2 separate regions of the Muntiacus reevesi genome follow, and region 2 is linked to region 1. The links are chromatin contacts, called in public Hi-C maps. All regions are on one chromosome and are shown on one strand. The core of a region is the stretch at or near the end of the contact, and the rest is flanking DNA. Distances in the headings are between cores, read along the strand shown.

Region 1 (6,593 bases), core at 1,536-4,035:
TTAGAGTTTCATAGACTTTTATTCAACATCCCAATGGGTAACCTCCAGCATAGTTTCACCTAGAAAATGGGAACAATATTTATATCTCAAGAAAAATGCTATGAAGATTCAGTCAGATGATGTATGAAGCATGCACATAGAGGGAACTCAAAACAGTTGTTGTGTTTATATGTTTCTACTTTTCACCGACCATTTTTGACCAGAAAACATAAACTTGGGAACAATCTTCAAATGTCAAACATACTTGATAAATACCACTAACTTTATATATTCAGAAATTACTCCATAAATAATTCCTGAATGGAGGATTCATCTATTAAATAACAGTGATTAGTTATGCACAAAAATTACTGTCAACTTAGTATTTCACCAAGGACTTGGTATCCTAAGGCAGGGGTAAAATAGCTGACCTTCTAGGGGTTCAGAGAAATCAATAACGGGTTTTTGTTGCTGCAGTCCAAATTTTAAAAGAATAAATATATATTAGTCATAACTGAAGGATTAAGACAATAAATAAACCTGGAACTCTTGTAGAGTTACTATGGGGACTCATGGTTATCAGATATGACATACTTAATCATACCACTGACCCTTTAAATTCCTTGTTCCACTTACAGTTCTAAGAATAGCCATACTTTTGGAGATAGAAAAAAAGTGTATTTTGGAAATCAGATGAAGACTCCTGAATAATTTGCCCTAATTCCTTATTGTTTATTGTAGGAAAAAAAATAAAAAAAGAAAAACAAAATCTGTCTTGATCACTGAATACAACAGTTGTATACAATAGTGTTGTATACACTGTCAATTTGTTGTCTACAGTGTCAATCTGTACCTGGAAACATAAGCAGTGGCTAATTTATTGTGGCTTGTAATTATAAATTAAACAATCATGAAATTACACAGGCCACTTCACTGATAAACAAACTGGGAAAAGTTAGCCAGCTCTCATGCGTTTCTCCTTTATGATGCCATCCCTTTCTCTGTTGGTTTGGCATGCCTTTTTCATTTCAATTCTAGTTATTTTCTGTGTAAATATTTATGTTTGTACTCATTTGTTGAGAAAAACTTAGCCTTTAAATGGACAGCTCGTGTATAAACGATTAATAAAAAGCAAACATGTAAAAATCTGTTTAGCCTGAGGTTAATAAAACTGCAATGTAGCAAGTGTTGAAATGTGATTGGCAACTTCAGATCCAATAATGCTACTTCTTTAACAATCTGACAATGTTAAATCAATTGAAATAAATTTTTCCTATCAAAATTTACTCATTGGATAATCTAACCAAGTGTACATGTGTTTTTGTTTTTTTTTTCCTTCTGGACGTCTAGCTTTTTCTTCATAAATCAATAGAAGTGGTTCAACAGTTCTAAAAGTCAAAAAGGGACTGGAGTTGGGACAGGGAAGTAACTATAAGCTTGAGTGCTAGCTCTCTGCAGTTGGTAAATTTATCAGTCTGCTCCAAACGCTCCAAAATAAAATTTTTCTTCCATTAGTTTTAAAACCACTCAATTTCATTTTAATACTCTCCAATTAACTGCAGAGAAATCAACAAGGAACAGTGTCAAGCGTCAAATACGTCACAAAATTTACGTATTTGGGAAAGCTTTATTCTGGCCTGAAGAGAAAAAGCTAGCCCCAAATTGATGGTCTCTTTCCCTTTTTAATCTACTCCAAACTGAGATTAAGGCCTTTGCTTCTGGTGTGGTCATATGCAAAGGAAGGTGGCAACAGGTCCGAAGTAAATACTAAGGATCCGGCAGCAAATCTGCCTCCACCAACACGTACTGAACAGGAGGCTGGCTATCACCAACAACCAGACCTTGCAGAACCCTCAGCAAATAAAAAACTCGGGACTGCAGAAGCGCGCCCGACACGCAGACACCGAGACTGCTTAAAATACACCAGACATCCCTTCCAGGCGGCACCTCTTTGTGTCCGGGGATTTACACCCTTACCCCCCAGAGGCCCTCACACCGCGAAGAACAGGAGAGCTAGGCTACCATCTCCCCTGGTACCGACAGCGCGACCTCAAAGACAGCAGCGCTGGCCCTTCTCCCCGCTTCTAGCTGGGCACTGGTGAACCCCACTTTCCTGCGGCACTGGGAGGCCGATTCCTTGGGAAGATTTAATCCTGCGTGCAGAAGCTGCTCTCCGCAGCTCCTAGGATCCGCCCTCATCCCAATCCCCAGAGTAATGATGGAGCCCTGGCTGCGTATCGCGACAACCCAGCACCCTTCCAGACCCTTCCCCTAGTTTCGGACAGGTTGCAAGTCTCGCCTTCCTCCCCAGGCCCAGATTCCCTCCAGGGCCCACACTCGGGGCTCCCTGCCGCCCCCCGAAACCAATCCAGGACCCGGACATCAAGCTGAGCGCCAGTCCGTTCCCTCCTATCTTTAAGCGCGGTGGCCTCCCTTGGGCCAGGGGGAGGGAGGCAGGTGACCGACCAGATCCAGAGGGACCCAGGCCCCCACACTCACCATCCTCCCGCCGAGTCCCTCCTCCTCCTCCTCCTGCCTCCCCCGTTACCAGGGGCAACTGCTACGGCGCCGCCCCCGACGTCCCCCGTACGCACGGCGGAGGAGCAAAGCAGCAGGACGGGGCGGGGTCCAGCTCCTCTTTCCCCAATGTGCGCAAGCGCGCCAATGTGCCCTCCCACTGCGCAGGCGGGCTGCTGGAGCGGCCGGAGAAGGCGGCAGGCTGCAGAGACCTGGGGAATGGTGAAACCTCGCCCACGTGGCTGGCGGGGGCCACCCGGCTCGTGATTGGCCCAGAGGGAGGGCGTGAGGGCGGGGCGAGGGGAGGTTCCCGGGCGGAGGCCAGAAGTGCATCCTGGCCTGGCTGCCAAAGCGCGCTGCTTCTGGAAGCAGCTGTGTCAGTGCGTTTCTCCCGGGACCAGGTAAGGATCTTGAGAGGAGGCCTCCTGCAACATCTACCTGTGCCAGGTTTTATTCCCTACATCCCAGGAGGGAGTTTGCGTTTCTGTCCTGACTCTGCCCAGGCGAGCCTGCAGCGCGGGCTGGGCTTCCACCTGCCAAAGCCACGTGGCAAGAGAAGGAGCTACCTGTGGACCTCTTTATGGTCTCCAGTACCTTCGTGTGCCAGGCTGAGGAACGGGGGCGTCATGGGTTGCGCACCCGTCTCCACACATCTGTGTTAGAATCCGGGCTGGAGGAGTCCTCGTGGTGGGAGGCTGCCTACAGGAGGGCAAGAAGCTGCCTGAGGACTGGCCGTGAGGGCTGGGATGAGCTGATCGCTTACGGGGGTGAAAGGCGTTTGGGATGGATGGCTTTGCTGAACTAAGTTGGGTCGGCGCGCCGCCTGCAGCCCTGAAGGAGGCAAAAATGGGCCTCCACTTCTAGGCAAGAAAGAGTGAGATTCTGGGTGCTATTTCCCACCCCTTCCCCGTGCAGAGGACAGGAAGAAGAGTTACCATATTTGTGCCAGGTCCTAGTCTAGACTCTGGAGACACAGCAGGGAGCTCAATCTGCCCTCATGGAAGTTACATCCTTCCTAGTGAGATGCTTTTCATACAAGATTTCATTTCATTCTCACAGCCCTAGAAATTGGTTATTTAAAGGGTTAAGAGTGAGGACTTGAATCCAGTACTTTCTGACACTTGAGGAATTATTATTTTTGGCCGCTCCTTGCGTGGCATGTGGGGATCTTTGCTCCCCAACCAGGGATTGAACCTGTGCCGTTGCAGTGGAAGCAGTCTTAACCACTGGAATGCCTGGAAAATCCCTGGGCTTAGCTATTGTTAATAGTTTCCTCCAGATTTGGGGCTTTGCTGCTTTTAAGACCAGCAGGTTTTCAGCCTAGTTAAGATCGTTGTAATGAAGGCAGATTTTCCCTGAATGGTTCTTAACAATTTATGTATTCAAGTCAAGTTTCCACCTATCTCTAGCTTGCTGGTTCTTCTGTGAAAAAGGCAAAGCAGATTTCTCTTCCGAAATTGCTTGGAGTCTAACATCATGGCTGCCAGGGAGTCATTTGATTGTACATAGGCATATACTACCAGGGTCTGCTGGTTTAATTATTAGTCTCATTCTCCGAGTTGAGCTAGGTAGCCTTGACACCAGCCCTTGACATCTCAGTGGACTTTGTGTTTGAACTGCTTGAGTCTTGGACTGCCTTGATCTTCCTCTGATGGGAGTACCAGCGATAATGTTTTGTTTTTTTCCCCTAGTAGGGGATTCAAATAGGAGATCTTGGGTGCTTCCCCGCCCTTGCAAAAGGACACTCTAGAAGAATTTGGAAAGCCTGTTTCCCAAATTCTGGTACTGTCTGCTTGAGAAAATCAGCTCTCCCTGGAAGGACGAGCATTGCTTAAGGAGAGTTAGTAGGTTATATAATTTTTAAAATATTTTCCCTTCTTCCCTCCTTTTCTCTCTTGAGACAAGCACCTTTCAATGGATAAGAGGACCCATCTAGGTGACTCTAAGCCTTGTGACTTTGTGGTCTCTCTCTCTCTTTTTTTTGTCCACTCTGCACTGCCCCCTTGGCAGTGAAGGGTGGAGTCCTAACCGTTGGACCGTCAAGGAATTCCTGTCTAAGGTTTATAACCTTGGGAAAATACAGCCCTAGCTGTTATCAGATTTTTGGATAAATAAGACTACATCTGTTTCCTGCTCACATTTGTATCTGCCACAGTGCAGGACCATGTGTGCCATAAACGCTCACCACGCTAGCTCAATGTGTGGGAACCTCCTTGGCATCAGTTTCTTCATCTGTAAGCTGAGATCTTGGATCCCTAATGTTTTTGAGCTGTGACATTCTCTAATCCTGGAAGGAAAGGGAAGTATTGGTCAGTCACCTGTTTGATTTCCACCTCTCCCCCATTCCCTGTAGTGGAACCCTGGATATCATAGTCACCTTTTTAGGAAGTATTAGATATGGCTTGTGTAGAAAGATGGAGCGTGGACTGCTGAAAACTCAGCGACCAGTAGGACTCAGTATAGGAGGGGTAGACAGTTTGCAGCTTCATGAAACAAAGTCTGTTCTTACTTTTGTAACAAAGGCAGGTTCTGAGTTTGACAAAAAAAGAAAAGATGTGGGGGACATCCTTGATGTCTGGAGAACCCAAGAATAAGTCGGAATGCATTCCGTGCAGGCAGTAAGTGTTTTTAGAGGGCAGATGAGGACTATAGCATGCACCTTACGTCTGTCAGGGGAGGCAGATTTTACACTAATAAAAAGCAAGAAAGTGACAATTACAAAAGTCCCTCGTGCTGCACATGAGGACAAGATACTATGGGATTATGTAACCGAAGGGCTTGAGTTTGCCCTGAAGGAATCACAGAACTGTCCCCTTGGGGGCCAGTGGAATGGGAAAAAATGTTAAGACATAGAATTTAGATTTTTTTTCCTTTTATGTTTTACGTAAGACAGAACAAGGATGTTCCTTGGTAATGAAGGCAAAGATTCTTGCATGACTTAGCAAATGATTACCCCTTCATGGTAGAAGTGCTTTCACTGTGAAAGAAAGAGGATTTTCCAATGTTGGATTGTTCAGTTGAGAGTGGAGAGGAATGGCCGAGAAGTGTGTGTGTTGTGTGTGTGTGTGTGTGTGTGTTGAAGGGGAGGCATAACACTGGAACTGTCTCCATCTGGTGCAAGTGTGGGGCTCTATAAGCCAAGGCTTACTGTTTTTCCTTCCTCTAGAATAAAGGGGAACTCTTTCCTCCTCCTGGCTTCAGCTGGGACTGGGTGAAATGCCTTTGGTCTTTGGACCAGCCCCCCTGCAGGAGCCACGTCAGCCTGTCCTTAAAGCACAGAGCCTGGATCTTCTCCTGGGCTCTGGTAGGTGTGAGAGGGGGACGTGTCCCCCACCTTAACAGTCTAAAAGTTGATGTCTGCTTTCGCTCTACCTCTTCTGTTGGATGCTTCTGCCTGCTCCCTCTCTAGTTATGCTCAGATTTTTGATGGGTTACCTCTTAAATATAGTGGTCTTCCTGGGTATTTCCTTGGATCACTGTTCTTCCCAGTCTACATTTTCTCGTTTGAAAACTTTATCTTAAACCACCCCCATGTTGCTCCCTCCCTGTTTTACTTCTAACCCTGGTCTCCGTTCTGGGTTTTAAGCCTAAATAGCCAATTGCTGACTGACTGGACCTCTTCTTTAGCAAATACTCGAGTTGCTTTGCTGGGCATTGAGGCAATGGTGGTGAGCAACATGGACACGACTCCTGGCTTTAAGGAGCTAATGGCCTAGTGGGGGACGGTGGGCATTAATTCAGGTAAAACCAGACTATCACACATGGCATGACTCTGAAGGACAAGTACAGAGCCAGGAGCTCGTGGCAGTGCATGCGAGGGAGGAAGGGCTCCTTCAGAGACTTTTCTGAGCAAAGGTTTCAACCAAGATCTGAGGGGTGGGTAGGTGCTTGTCATTCACACTCTCTGCAGAGCAAAAGGCTACTTTTGGAGGAGGGCAGGGGAGTCCTTGAGATTACTTGCTAATGCACCTTCTTTTAAGGCTGCTATTTATTCTGAGGTGACTTTGCTGTAACTTCCCTTGCAGCTGTAATAACCCATGGGTCTTTACTGAGGTAGTGTCTTGAGTGGAAGTTCCCTTTCATTCTATTATATAATA
Region 2 (6,593 bases), core at 1,077-3,576, 200 kb after region 1:
GTTGTCCCCTTCTCCTCCTGCCCTCAATCTTTCCCAGCATCAGCATCTTTTCAAATGAGTCAGCTCTTCACATCAGGTGGCCAAAGTACTGGTGTTTCAGCATCAGTCCTTCCAATGAACACTCAGGACTGATCTCCTTTAGGATGGACTGATTGGATCTCCTTGCAGTCCAAGGGACTCTCAAGAGTCTTCTCCAACACCACAGTTCAAAAGCATCAATTCTTTGGTGCTCAGCTTTCTTTATAGTCCAACTCTCACATCCATACACGACCACTGGAAAAACCATAGCCTTGACGAGATGGACCTTTGTTAGCAAAGTAATGTCTCTGCTTTTTAATATGCTGTCTAGGTTGGTCATAACTTTCCTTCCAAGGAGTAAGCGTCTTTTAATCTCATGGCTGCAATCACCTTCATAGCAGCTGTGAATGCAGACCTTCAGTTCTCTTCCATATAAGAGAGAAGTCAACTTTATTAAAGAAAGAAAAGAGAGAAAGAGACTGAAGGACCGGAAACTAGAGTTGGGGACATTATTTGGAGCACTCAGAATAAAAATCCTTTCATTTTTAAAAATACAAGTACTGTTTTGAGCATCTATTATTCTTCTAGGCCCTGATGATACAGCAGTGAATAAAACAGACAAAATCGTTGCCCTTAGGAAGCTTAAGTTCTAGTAGGAGACAGATACACACCAAATTAAGGAAAATACAGTAAGGATGGAGAATAGGGAGTGTTTGGTCACTGGTTTATAAAGATGGACTTGAAACAGTCTTGAAGGAGGTAGTCTAGGGTTCTCTGCTGACATCTGGGGGAAAGAGAGTCCCAGGCACAGGCAACAGCAGCATGTATACAGGCTCCCTAAGGGAGCATCCCTAGAGAGAATGAATAACCAGGAGAATCTGGCTGGAGCACCAGATGATAGGGTTATAGAAGAAAGTGGGGCGGGGTGGGGGGGACAGTAGGTCTTTTAGACCCTTGTCAATACTATAGCTGCCAGTGGCTTTTACTGTGATGAGTTGGAAAGCCAGAGTAGGGTTTCACACAAAGAAGGGACAGTGGCTTATTTAACAAAACTACTCTGGCTGGTGGGTTGAGAAGGGAAGGGGACAGGTGTAGAAGACGATAGAACAGTGAGGAGGCCCTTGCAGTTATATCTATTAGAAATTAATAAAAATTTTACAGAAAGGAAAATGTGCTTGCAGCATTAAAAAAACGGAAATAATTATTTTTGGGGGATGTTTAAGTTGCAAGAAAAAAAACCAATTTGGCAACTCTGTTTCCTCCAGATACAGAGTAGGCTTGGGAGTCCAGAGTGGGCTTGGGAGTCCTTGGTCTTCAGAATTTTTTTCTCCTGAGCCACCAATGAACCTAGCAGGGTTTGATCAGTGTGTTTAAGAATGAGACTTTATGGGTCTGCTTAGGATGTCCGCCCCCTCCCATTTCCCAGATTTTCCCGAGTGCCTACTAGGAATAGATTCCTAAGTCCTACCCATCCAGTAAGTATGGAATGGGGCCAGGGAATATATTTTTTTTCAGTAAGAAAGTGAAGGGATTCTTATAACTTGGAAGATGGGGAACTGCCAGAATACCTTTTTGGGTTTGCAGCGTACCTGGAAAGCATTGCAGGGAGCCAATGCTACCGGCAGGTGGCGCTCCCTGACCGTGAGCTGCAGAGGCCGTCTGTCCCTTAGGGATAAGCGAGCGGCTCCAGAGGAGCGCGTAGATGTGGTATTGGGCCCACCGGCCACCGCTCATCCCGAGCGGAGAGGCGCGCAGGAGTAAAGAAAAGGGGCGCATTTTAGGCTGATGTGCGTCTTGGGTCAGGAAAGCGCAGACCTCTGCACGGTCACTGAGCACGCGGGAGCCGGCAGCGTGGCGCGGCGAGAACCGGCCGCCTCGGGGCACAGGACATTGGTCCAGCGTGCCAACCTAGGGACAGGGGTACTACCGAGTCCCCCCCGGGGCGTCAGGCTCGCAGAAGGCCCCTGTGCATTGGCGGCCGGGACGGGGGGCTCCGCCCCTTTTCGTTCGGCTCTCATCTGTGACTGGCTCTTGAGCCGGGGCTGGCCACACCTCCTCCCCTCGCACATACACAAGAGTCACGCGCCTTTCAGTTGGAAACTTGGAGAGCAGAGGAGGACGCTGTCCCTCGTCTCCCCACCCACTTATCTTGCCATTGGCTCGCGGCGCCGCTCACGGCCACGCCCCCATTCCAGCCCCCTGGCTGGGAGGGCGGGCACCTGCTGGTGATTGGCTGGTCGGCCTGACTCTTGCTGCAGCCGCTGGCACTCCCCCCACCCTCTCCCCCCTCCCGCTAGCCTCGAGGTCTCGGTGCTGGCCCAGGCCGAGTCAGTGTCAGTCAGGGAGGCGGGTTGCTGAGCAGTGGGTTCGAACACAGCATTGCAATCTCGCCCCGCGGGCCGATGCCTGCGCTCGCGCCGCCGGCTGAGAAGGATGAAGCCGCAGCTGGAGCAGCCACCCTATGATTGGCTGTGGCTCTTGTGAACCCGAAGTAAAGATGGCGGGCGGGCAGGCAGCCGCCGCACTGCCCTCTTGGAAGATGGCGGCGCGCCGCAGCTTCAGCGCCCGCGGCCGGGGGGTCCTGCAGGCGGCGGCGGGGAGGCTGCTGCCATTGCTACTACTGAGCTGCTGCTGCGGCGCGGGCGGCTGCACGGCGGTGGGCGAGAACGAAGAGACGGTGATCATCGGGTTGCGGCTGGAGGACACGAACGACGTGTCGTTCATGGAAGGGGGGGCGCTGCGGGTGAGCGAGCGGACCCGGGTCAAGCTGCGGGTGTACGGGCAGAACATCAACAACGAGACATGGTCCCGCATTGCTTTCACAGAGCATGAGCGGCAGCGCCACAGCCCCGGCGAGCGCGGGCTGGGTGGACCCGCGCCGCCGGAGCCGGACAGCGGCCCCCAGCGCTGCGGCATCCGCACATCAGATATCATCATCTTGCCCCATATCATTCTCAACCGCCGTACATCGGGCATCATTGAGATAGAGATCAAACCGCTGCGTAAGATGGAGAAGAGCAAGTCCTATTACCTGTGCACGTCGCTCTCCACGCCAGCACTAGGCGCCGGCGGCTCGGGGTCCGCGGGTGGCGCCGTCGGGGGCAAGGGCGGCTCCGGGGTGGCCGGGCTCCCGCCGCCCCCGTGGGCCGAGACCACCTGGATTTATCACGATGGCGAGGACACCAAGATGATCGTGGGGGAGGAAAAGAAGTTCCTGCTGCCCTTCTGGCTGCAGGTGATCTTCATTTCGCTGCTTCTGTGCCTGTCGGGCATGTTCAGCGGCCTCAACCTTGGACTCATGGCCCTAGACCCGATGGAGCTGCGCATCGTGCAGAACTGCGGCACGGAGAAGGAGAAGAATTACGCCAAGCGCATCGAGCCCGTGCGCAGGCAGGGCAACTACCTGCTGTGCTCGCTGCTGCTGGGCAACGTGCTGGTCAACACCACGCTCACCATCCTGCTCGACGACATCGCTGGCTCAGGCCTCGTGGCGGTGGTGGTCTCCACCATCGGCATCGTCATCTTCGGGGAGATCGTGCCCCAGGCCATATGCTCCCGCCACGGCCTGGCGGTGGGAGCCAACACCATCTTCCTCACCAAGTTTTTCATGATGATGACCTTTCCCGCTTCTTACCCGGTCAGCAAGCTGCTGGACTGCGTCCTGGGCCAGGAGATAGGCACCGTCTATAACCGGGAAAAGCTGCTCGAGATGCTCCGGGTCACAGACCCCTACAACGACCTGGTGAAGGAGGAGCTGAATATCATCCAAGGCGCGCTGGAGCTCCGCACCAAGACGGTGGAGGACGTGATGACGCCCCTCCGGGACTGCTTCATGATCGCCGGGGAAGCCATTCTGGACTTCAACACCATGTCGGAGATCATGGAGAGCGGCTACACTCGGATTCCAGTGTTTGAGGGGGAACGCTCCAACATCGTGGACCTCCTCTTCGTCAAAGACTTGGCCTTCGTGGATCCGGATGACTGCACTCCCCTGAAAACCATCACGAAATTTTATAACCACCCCTTGCACTTTGTTTTCAATGACACCAAGTTGGACGCTATGCTGGAAGAATTTAAGAAAGGTGGGAAAATTTTGGTATCCTTTCATTGGCTTGCTCTTTCTCACTCCATCCTCCTCCCTACTTGAGTCCTCTTCCCTCAGACCAACCCCCCAAGGCGAGTTGACCGGAATTTCTCCTCTCTTTTAATTGTAAAGTTGAAAGGGTGGCATGGATTTGGGGGTGGATTGAACTAGTAAGCGCTTCTAGGTTCTTTGAAACAAGACTGCCCTGGCTTGCTTCCCCCTCTATCATAAAGCAGGCTTCCTATTTTCTGCGCATGGTACTCTTACCCCCTGCACTCTGGCCTTGAGAGATCTGCTGCATTCATTGCGGGATTCTGAGTGGGTAGATGAAAAAAGAGACCCGCTGATGCCATGCTGTGCCATTTGGTTGCCGTGTACTAATCTCAGGCATTTGGAGAACGTTTAAATGGCTTTTCTGAACCCAGAGCAATGAGTTGATATTTCCGAGACTGGAAGTGCATTTTCAGTTGTTTCGGTTCCTGGTTGTCTGGTGACCTGTGGGAGAGATTAGGGCTGCTTTTGAGAACAGGGTATGGGATAAGCCAGGTATCACTAAAGAAAATCACTCATTTGGTTGACTTGCCTTAGCTGGAAAAGAGGTGTTTTGTTGTTGTTTTTGTTGTTTTTATTTAAAACTAACGCTATTTGTTAACATATAACTTGGGAAAACTAGAGCTAAGGTAACCTTTTATGAGGCTCTATATTGCTTAGCTTTCTTCACTGTTTGTTTACACTTACCTGACAACAAATAAAATTTCCCAAACCAAGTGTGGTTTTGGCAGAAAGCGTGGATCTTTAACAATGGGATTAATTCCTCTATATGGTTTATCTATTTCTTGAGACTTTCTGGTTTAAAAGTGTTCTTTTTAACCTTGATCACCTGGTATGTTAAATGGAAGTATGTCTGCGAGTCATTGTTCACTGTTCCAGGGAGTTTCACCAGGAAAGAGAAGTACAGAGGGTGCTATACTCACCTTTCTCGCATAGTGGTATTTTCTGTTTGTTTTACCATGTAATGAAAGGGCAACGCATACTGTTATCACTGAAATTCAGACTTGAAAAATGCTAGCTTTATTAGTTGACAGCCAAGTTCTTGATACTGAATTTTTAAATTGTTATGGTGCGGGTGCATGTTCATGTATTAGAATGTGTATGTAACCTTTTAATGAACCCATAGTCCTCAAAACTAACTTTTCGTTCTTCCAATAGAATTTTGATCACTGAGAGTGGTCTCTCCACTGAAAAAGGCCATGTGTAAGTGGTGACAGCTCGATGGCTGTGATGATATGAACATAGGGTGTGCAGTTGTCCTAATTCCATTTTCCTCCCTGAATGCTGTCCTCTCTGGAACAGGATCACACTGCAGTAATTTTCAGATAGAGCAGAATGCGCTTCAGAGATGGGGTAATTTGCATTTAAAAGCAGAAGGAGATTCTTCTGGATTCTTAAACAGTAAAAAGAAAATGTCCATTATCTCTAGGTGACAGAGCTTCTTTGGAGATGGCATTATTCTTTCACTACTAAATTGTTAATTAGAGCATCTAACCAGTCTCTTTTTTCATTTTGCAGTAGAATGTGGAATACAGAAAAATGTCTTCAAATGCTTGAAAATGGCTTTAAAATACTTTATTTTCCTTTTGTTGCTAAATTTCCCAATATTGATAGAGATAATATATTCTATTTTTTTTTATTATTCAGAATTTTTGCATATCTGCTGATGGATTGGTAGGACTGGTGTGTACACCCTGCTGAAATCTTCTCTTCACTTCTGAATCTTTTATTTTCTTTCTTTGAGAATTTAGTTCTGCCCCTTGCAACTCATTAATCCTACCCATCTCTCAAAATCTCAAGATCTGCATTATTTTGAAATTTGGTTTTGATTGTCCTTGAACAGGTTTCCTCTGAATGATTTATTTTTACTAGGAACTTTTCCCTTTCCCCAAGTTACCTCTCACAGTACTTTCTTTGAAATGTATCCTTTAAATTGATTGAATTGATAATATTTTCCTGTGAATTCTAAAAAAAAAAAAAGATAACGCCCAAGATTTTATTTTTGTCTGTAATCAGAATAATATATTCAGTTAAGAAGACAGTATGAATTAAAAGTGCATTCATGCTAGTAGCTTATTTGGAAGAGTGGGCAATGACAGTTGGTTGCAAAAAAGAAATATAAGCCATGATCTTAAAAGGCTAGAGTGGGTGCTTGTTGCTTAAACTGTCGAAATAATTGATTTTTCACCTTCCTTTCCTTGATTTTTTTTTTTTTTTTGAATGAGTGTGGCCGTTTTAACCTTACTAATAGCTGCATTATTTCTTTTTTCTGTGTTAGTTAAAGTATTTCACCTGATTTTTTTTCTTTCTTCATTTTCTGATTCAGTTATGAAGTAGTGTGAACAGTCAACCTGCCACTGTTTTTCTCCTTTGAATAATGCTTTGTGGGATGGTTTGCAGATTTTTACTTCTCTTTTCCTCTTTCTCCTAACAACACCAA

What was found. A called contact is a pair of places that touch in the nucleus more often than the background predicts.
Region 2: a contact with region 1 is called in a Hi-C map of muscle, with 3 times the contacts expected there. The contact joins the promoter of CNNM2 here to the promoter of SFXN2 in region 1. A contact is called at or near these places in 2 of 3 Hi-C or Micro-C datasets (blood and muscle).

What each region holds. Positions count from the first base shown.
Region 1 is chr2:145,864,608-145,871,200 of mMunRee1.1, forward strand. SFXN2 (sideroflexin 2) reads left to right here and starts at 2,786. Exons shown (of 12, transcript XM_065923231.1): 1 at 2,786-2,897. ARL3 (ADP ribosylation factor like GTPase 3) reads right to left here and starts at 2,617. Exons shown (of 6, transcript XM_065923229.1): 1 at 2,479-2,617. The coding sequence starts at 2,481.
Region 2 is chr2:146,063,902-146,070,494 of mMunRee1.1, forward strand. It overlaps CNNM2 (cyclin and CBS domain divalent metal cation transport mediator 2), which reads left to right and starts at 2,327. Exons shown (of 7, transcript XM_065923238.1): 1 at 2,327-4,100. The coding sequence starts at 2,480.